2 separate regions of the Sus scrofa genome follow, and region 2 is linked to region 1. Evidence: chromatin contacts called from public Hi-C data. All regions are on one chromosome and are shown on one strand. Each heading gives the region's core, a stretch centred on a gene start, on an enhancer-like site or on the middle of the called end of the contact. The rest is flanking DNA. Distances are from core to core; before and after follow the strand shown. Region 1 holds the start of ACSL1 (acyl-CoA synthetase long-chain family member 1). Region 2 has its middle 61 kb from the start of ACSL1.

Region 1 (3,015 bases), core at 250-2,749:
TACAGCTCCAATTAGACCCCTAGCCTGGGAACCTCCATGTGCTGCAGATATGGCCTTAAAAAGCAAAAAAAAAAAAAAAAAAAAGACCTAGATGGAGAAGGAGCTCAAGGAGAAGTGACCTGTTACAGAGGCCATCAGAATGCGGAGTGCCCCCACCATCACTGTAGCACAGCGCTGAAAACGCTGTGGGAGGAAACAATTACTGTGGCCACTGTTCAGATGTTCTGGGACTGTGAGAGAAGCCCAGTGACAGTCCTTAGGCTACTGTCATACAGTCAGCCTGAGTATTGTCACATAGTTAAGGTTGAGTATGAGGCCTGAGTGAGCACAAGCTCACACCAAAGTCAGTACAAGTACATTCGCCTATTACGGACTGCTCTGGAGGCAGATTGCCTGAGGCCCAGTGTACTTCTGCCCTCACTAGCTTTCGACCTCCCCGTACCTCTGTGTCCTCATCTGTAAAAAGGGACTAATGACAGCACCCATCTCATAAGGTTATGATGAAGATTCAATAGGATAATTGTGAAATGTTTCAGTAAAGGCTGTCATTATTAGAGGCATTATAAAAATAATTCTTCTCATGCCTCAAACTCAAAGCAGTTCCAGATAAGAGCCGGCCATGCAGTGCTGGACACAAGTACCACTGTAACCAGGACCTCGGTTATTAGAGGTTAAGGTACCAGCAGACCTCAGGGGGCTAAGAGGAACAATAACATTTGGGCTAGGAGCCTGAAAAAAGCTGGCCTCTGAAAGGCCCCTAATGGGCATCGCATGGATGCAGACAGTAGCCCTCAAAACCGCACCGCCAGGGCTGAGCAGCAGACAGGCCCCAAGAACTTGGCAGGTGAACACTGCCATTAGTGACGTGGAACCAGTGCGCGGCCCCAGCTATACCCGGGGTGATCTCTTCGGTTGCTTCATGTCCAGGCAGCTGCAGAAGTACAGACTGGGGCCTTCCCAGCCAGGTCTGTGGCAAAACCCCACGTGGGAGCAGTGGTGAAACCGGGTTAAAAGGAGTCCTGCACATCGTTGCCAAATAAAATAGGAAAAGAAAGCCCCCGCCCGCCAAATCAGCGGGGCACGCGGTTGCGGAAGGAAGACACGAAAGGGCGTCTCCCGGCCTCCAACTGCACCGCAGACTTCTGGGCTGAACCGCCACAATTTGCTCTTTGCCCCCCTCGGATTCGTTATGAAATCCCGGGACAGTTAGGGCTACTTCAGAGGCGTTTCCCCAACGCTTCCCGGAACTCCCCCACCTGCTGCCCGGCCGGCACGCGCGCGACCTGACGGGAAGGCCGGCGCGCGGCGGGTGGGCGGGACCTGATGTGGGGGCGTGTTCTGTGATGGGGCGGGGCCTGAGAACCGGGCAGGGCGGGCGCGGCACGCGCACCGGCAGCAGCCTGTCTCCACAGCGGTAGGGGCTGGGGCACAGCCAGCTCACGGCGGCGACGGCGGCGCCCTTAAATAGCATTCGGAGCCAGTGCAGGGCAGGCAGTGGGCTGCGGTGACAGCCGGCGGCGAACCGCCTGGCCTGCGGAGGAGGTGAGTGCTCCTGCCGCGAGGAACCGTGTCCGTGCACGCTGTGGCCCCGAGGTCTTAGCGGAGCCGCGAGGCTGATGCTGCTCCGCCGGCAGGAGCCTGGGAGGCGGCGGCCTCAGCAGAGGCGCGCGAGCCGGCCCTCGGCTAGCCGGGACGTGCCGCTTTTCCGGCCTCTGCCCTGCGGCCCCCTGGGTTCCCGCTGCAACTGAGGCCTCCGGGCCGCCCGAGCCGCCGCCGCTTCCTGTGCCGGAGCCGGGGATATCGGCCCTCGGCTCCCTGCGGACGGCGCCGGGCTGGTGCACCGCGGCGTGTGGGTGACGCGGGCCGCGGGACTGGATCCTTATTTTTATGACGGCGAGGACCGGCCTGGCGAGAAGCGGGACCCGGGGCTGCAGATGCGAGGGATGATCCCGCGGCGCGGTGACGGTGCTCTCTCGGTCCGACCTCCCTCCTGCCCCTGGGCGGGGTTTGAGGCGCGCTCCGATCGCGCGTGGACGCATCGGTGCAGGCTGTGACCCAGCCTCCGCGCGATGGTGGCTCCTGCGCGCGGCGCTTGCGGGAGGGTCAAAGGCAGCATCGGAAGCGGGTTGCCACATGTGGAAATTCTCGCGGTGCCTCCACAGTAGTGCCCGTGCCGCTGCGCAGAGCTGTGATGGAGTGAGTCATTTGAGGAGTCTGGCATTTTTTGAAAATAGGAAGCAAAAATGATGCTATCTATCACCTTGCAGCCTAGACGGAGAGTGCTGGTAGGTGGCTTGAACGAACACGTGGACGAGAACCTAGAGACGGATGCTCTCGCCAATCAGTGTGTACGTTAGAATAGCACACCCCTTCCTCACCCAACCTACTTCCAAGGTTATGGAGCTTAATTAAGACCATTATAAAAGTGCCCTTGCCTTTTAAAGTTCAGACTTCTAAGCTTCTTGTTAGTGCAGGAATAAGTGCCCCAACTGTTAATATGCTTCCTTTTATTTTCTAAATTTATTTTTTATTTTATTTGTTTTATTTTTTGGCCCCACCTGGGGCATGTGGAAACTCCTGGGCCAGGGATGGAACCCGTGCCACAGCAACGACCGGAGCAGCTGCAGGGACAACCCCAGATCCTTAACCCGAAGCACTATAAGAGAACTCCCCTTCCTTTAGACCAAGAGAAACTGCTTAAATTCCAGTTTCTGACACAAATTTCATCTATGATTATCTCACTGTAAACAGTTATTTACTTAAACACTTAAACAAAAAGCCAATCAAAGCCTTCTGGCTGATTGAGCATTTTCAGGTGGAGGTGGCAGGTCAGGTTGATTTAAAACCTAAGGTGTGAGTTGACAGTCTGGTTGGGTGGGCTTGAGAAGGTGGACTTTTAAAGGAAACCTTGCTTCCCATCAGTGTGGAGCCAGGCTTGGGAGTCTTGTTCTTTTTTGGGGGGGGGGACTTTTTAGGGCCTCACCCAAGGCACATGGAAGTTCCCAAGCAAGGGGT
Region 2 (3,070 bases), core at 245-2,744, 61 kb before region 1:
CCTTGACCCACTGAGCGAGGCCAGGGATCAAACCCGCAACTTCATTGTTCCTAGTCAGATTCATTTCTGCTGAGCCAAGATGGGAACTCCAAGACATTTGTGTTTATACTCTTGGGTTATTGCAATAAAAATAGACTAAATCCATGTAATATACATAAAAGTATAAGATCTAAAGACAATTTCCACCAACCTCAAGAGAAATGCTTCTATCACATGCTGTATGTGTTTGGAAGGTGGAAAGCTTAATGCACCACAAGGGCTATTTTCCTTAGGGTTCAGTTTTTGGGAGAGCCAGAAAGGTCCTGCTGTTTCTCTTAATCTCTGCAGCCCTGGAGGCCACAGCCCCACAATAGACAGAAATACACTGTCACCTCAAACACTTTCATGGCAGGAACTTAGATGAGCAAGGCAGGCAGGGTATAGGATGGTGACCATATCATTGATCGTCCAAATGCAAACACTTTTAAGGGTGGAGAAGGGAACTCTTATTAATTACACAGGGATAACTGGCATAAACTGGGATCATCTGGGCAAATCAGGATATGTGCTCCCTGCTGTTTAGAAGCCATATGGAATGAGGGGCCTCTAGCTCCAACTAGAGTGCTGGTCCTAGAGACAGTGTGATAGGGCAAAACAGGGCTCCAACCAAACATGCAGCCACTGATTTCCAATATTTGAATACAATGCTACAATGTTGAATACAAAAATTCTACAAGATAACCAATATAACATGTATAATATGAAACCAATTATGTGATATATATATACATACACAGATATAGATAGATATATACATGTACAGATGATTTTATATATATATATAATATATAATATATATAATATGTGAAAGCAGGAAAGAAATATAGGAAAGTATAGTTTGCCGCAGGAGATGGTGAGGAATGATTTTTGTCTCTTAAATTTTCCATGAGTTTTTTTTTATTAAGTATACATTTCAGAATCAGAAAAAAGCACTTTGTATATGTGTTTAAAAGTGGAATATATGTGTAGATGTATGTAACATAATCTATTTTCTCATGTGATCTGTCCAGCACCAGTCCATCTGGCCAGAGACTCCTGTCATCTTCTTATACTCGGCCTTGGGTGGTAGTCTATGTCGGGATCAGGCAGGGCCCATGGAAGAGCCGAAAAGAATCCTCAGAAAATACCTGTTCCCTGAATTCTCTGCCCAACCTGGTGCCAAGTAAGAGAAAGGACAGACTCTTGTTAAAGATTAACAGGAGTGGCTATGCACACATTTGCAGTGAAATGTTTTCCTATCATTACACAATCTTTAAAAATGATTTAAAAATTTAAAAATTCCAGTCTTTAAAAATTGTGTAAAATTTTCTGTGTATAATCTGTTTTCTTAATTATCTCCTCTCTGTCCCACCCCACCCCACGAAAGGAAGGTTGTTGTTGTTGGTTGCTTGTGTTAAAAGCAGTTCTGCTGGTGAGACTGGATCCCTTTGCCTGGCCACAAAAGGAGACCTGTTCAAGGTCTCTGACCCCAGGATCCATGGGCCGGGAGATGGGTCAGAGTGCTGTCACCACAGTCTAGGAAGAGAACCTCACCTTCTTGGCTTTTCTGCTGGTTCTTTGGGTTAAAAAATCACCAAAGCTGGCAAAAGTTGCTGTGTTCTCCCCTCTGGATTCAGTAGCAGTGTATTGTATTTTCACATGCATTTTGTACTTCACTAGAAAGGCTTTGAGATGGCACAGCAGCATTTTTATTTTTAGGTTTGGTTTTACTTATTCCATTTACAATTTTGGGTGTACCAAAATGAATATTTCAATAAGATTTTTCAAAGGAAGGAAAGAAATCAGAGCAAAGGGAAAATAAATGGAGAGGAGGAGGAGAGTGGATGGAAAATCCACATAGAGAATCCCTGTGGTGAGGTCACAAAGACTGGGTGGGACACTCAGCCGGGAGGCCCTAATGGTTAAAGAGAATCCCAGACAGAAGAGTCACCATGACTGGTTCAACAAGGAGAAGACTGTGAAGCAGTCTTCTTTATGGTTGTAATAATTTTTATTTTATTTATCTATTTATTTATTTATTTATTTATTTTGTCTTTTTGCCTTTTCTAGGGCCGCTCTCATGGCATATGTAGATTCCCAGGCTAGGGGTCTAATCAGAGCCTGTAGCCACCGGCCTACGCCACAGCCACAGCAACAAGGGATCCGAGCCGCATCTGCAACCTACACCTTAGCTCACGGCAACGCCAGATCCTTAACCCACTGAGCAAGGCCAGGGATCGAACCCGCCACCTCGTGGTTCCTAGTTGGATTCGTTAACCACTGAGCCACGACGGGAAATCCCGTTTTTATTTTTATTTGCTTTTTAGGGCTGCACCTGAGGCACGTGGAGGCTCCCAAGGTAGGGGTCCAATCGGAGCCATAGCTTCTGGCCTACACCACAGCCATAGCAATGTGGGATCCCGCCACATCCTGGAACTACACCACAGCTCATGGCAATGCTGGATCCCCAACCCAATGATCGAGGCTAGGGATCAAATCCGCAACCTCATGGTTCCTAGTTGGACTCATCTTCACTGAACCACAACAGGAACTCCATGGCTGTAATCATTTTAAAGTCCTATCAGTAGGTAGCTGATACCACATGGAAACTGGTGTTGAAATGGCCGAGCTAAAAGATGGGAAAGAGCCTGAGAACCTGAATCACTGCCTGGAGGAGAGCTGCTCACCTACCAGAAATTTCTATTAAACATTTGAGAGTTTGTGTGTTACAGCACACAAACATGCCCTAACTAATATACCCACGAGGAAAAGTCATTATTGCACAAATCAGTGTCATTACCTTTTTATATGTTTGGGCCCCCCCTCTTCAATTAAACTGCAAGTTCCTTTGGAACCCATCCTTTTTTTTTTTAATTAAAAAAAATTTTATGTTCTCAGAGAGCCTAGCATAGAGCCATGCATACAATGAGCCTTCAATAAATGCTAAATGATCTATTCAACAAGCTCCTAATGGGATGGAACTGAGTCTTTGTGGTTTGTTTCTAATAGTACTGGGATTTGAAGTTCTTGCTATTAAGGAATGTTAGACCCA

Evidence for each region. A called contact is a pair of places that touch in the nucleus more often than the background predicts.
Region 2: a Hi-C map of liver shows a contact between it and region 1, with 2.4 times the contacts expected there. The contact joins the enhancer-like site here to the promoter of ACSL1 in region 1. A contact is called at or near these places in 1 of 5 promoter capture datasets (liver), 5 of 47 Hi-C or Micro-C datasets (liver and skeletal muscle) and 1 of 2 datasets of contacts at active chromatin or transcription factors (alveolar macrophages).

What each region holds. Positions count from the first base shown.
Region 1 is chr15:45,931,596-45,934,610 of Sscrofa11.1, reverse strand. It overlaps ACSL1 (acyl-CoA synthetase long-chain family member 1), which reads left to right and starts at 1,499. Exons shown (of 21, transcript NM_001167629.2): 1 at 1,499-1,542.
Region 2 is chr15:45,992,190-45,995,259 of Sscrofa11.1, reverse strand. No RefSeq gene overlaps it. Among named protein-coding and RNA genes, the nearest start is that of ACSL1, 61 kb to the right of the region's middle. Within about 2 kb of position 1,494, at least 4 of the 83 cell types and tissues checked have an H3K27ac peak or open chromatin away from gene starts, as enhancers often do. A contact at or near this core is called in liver, where this site is marked.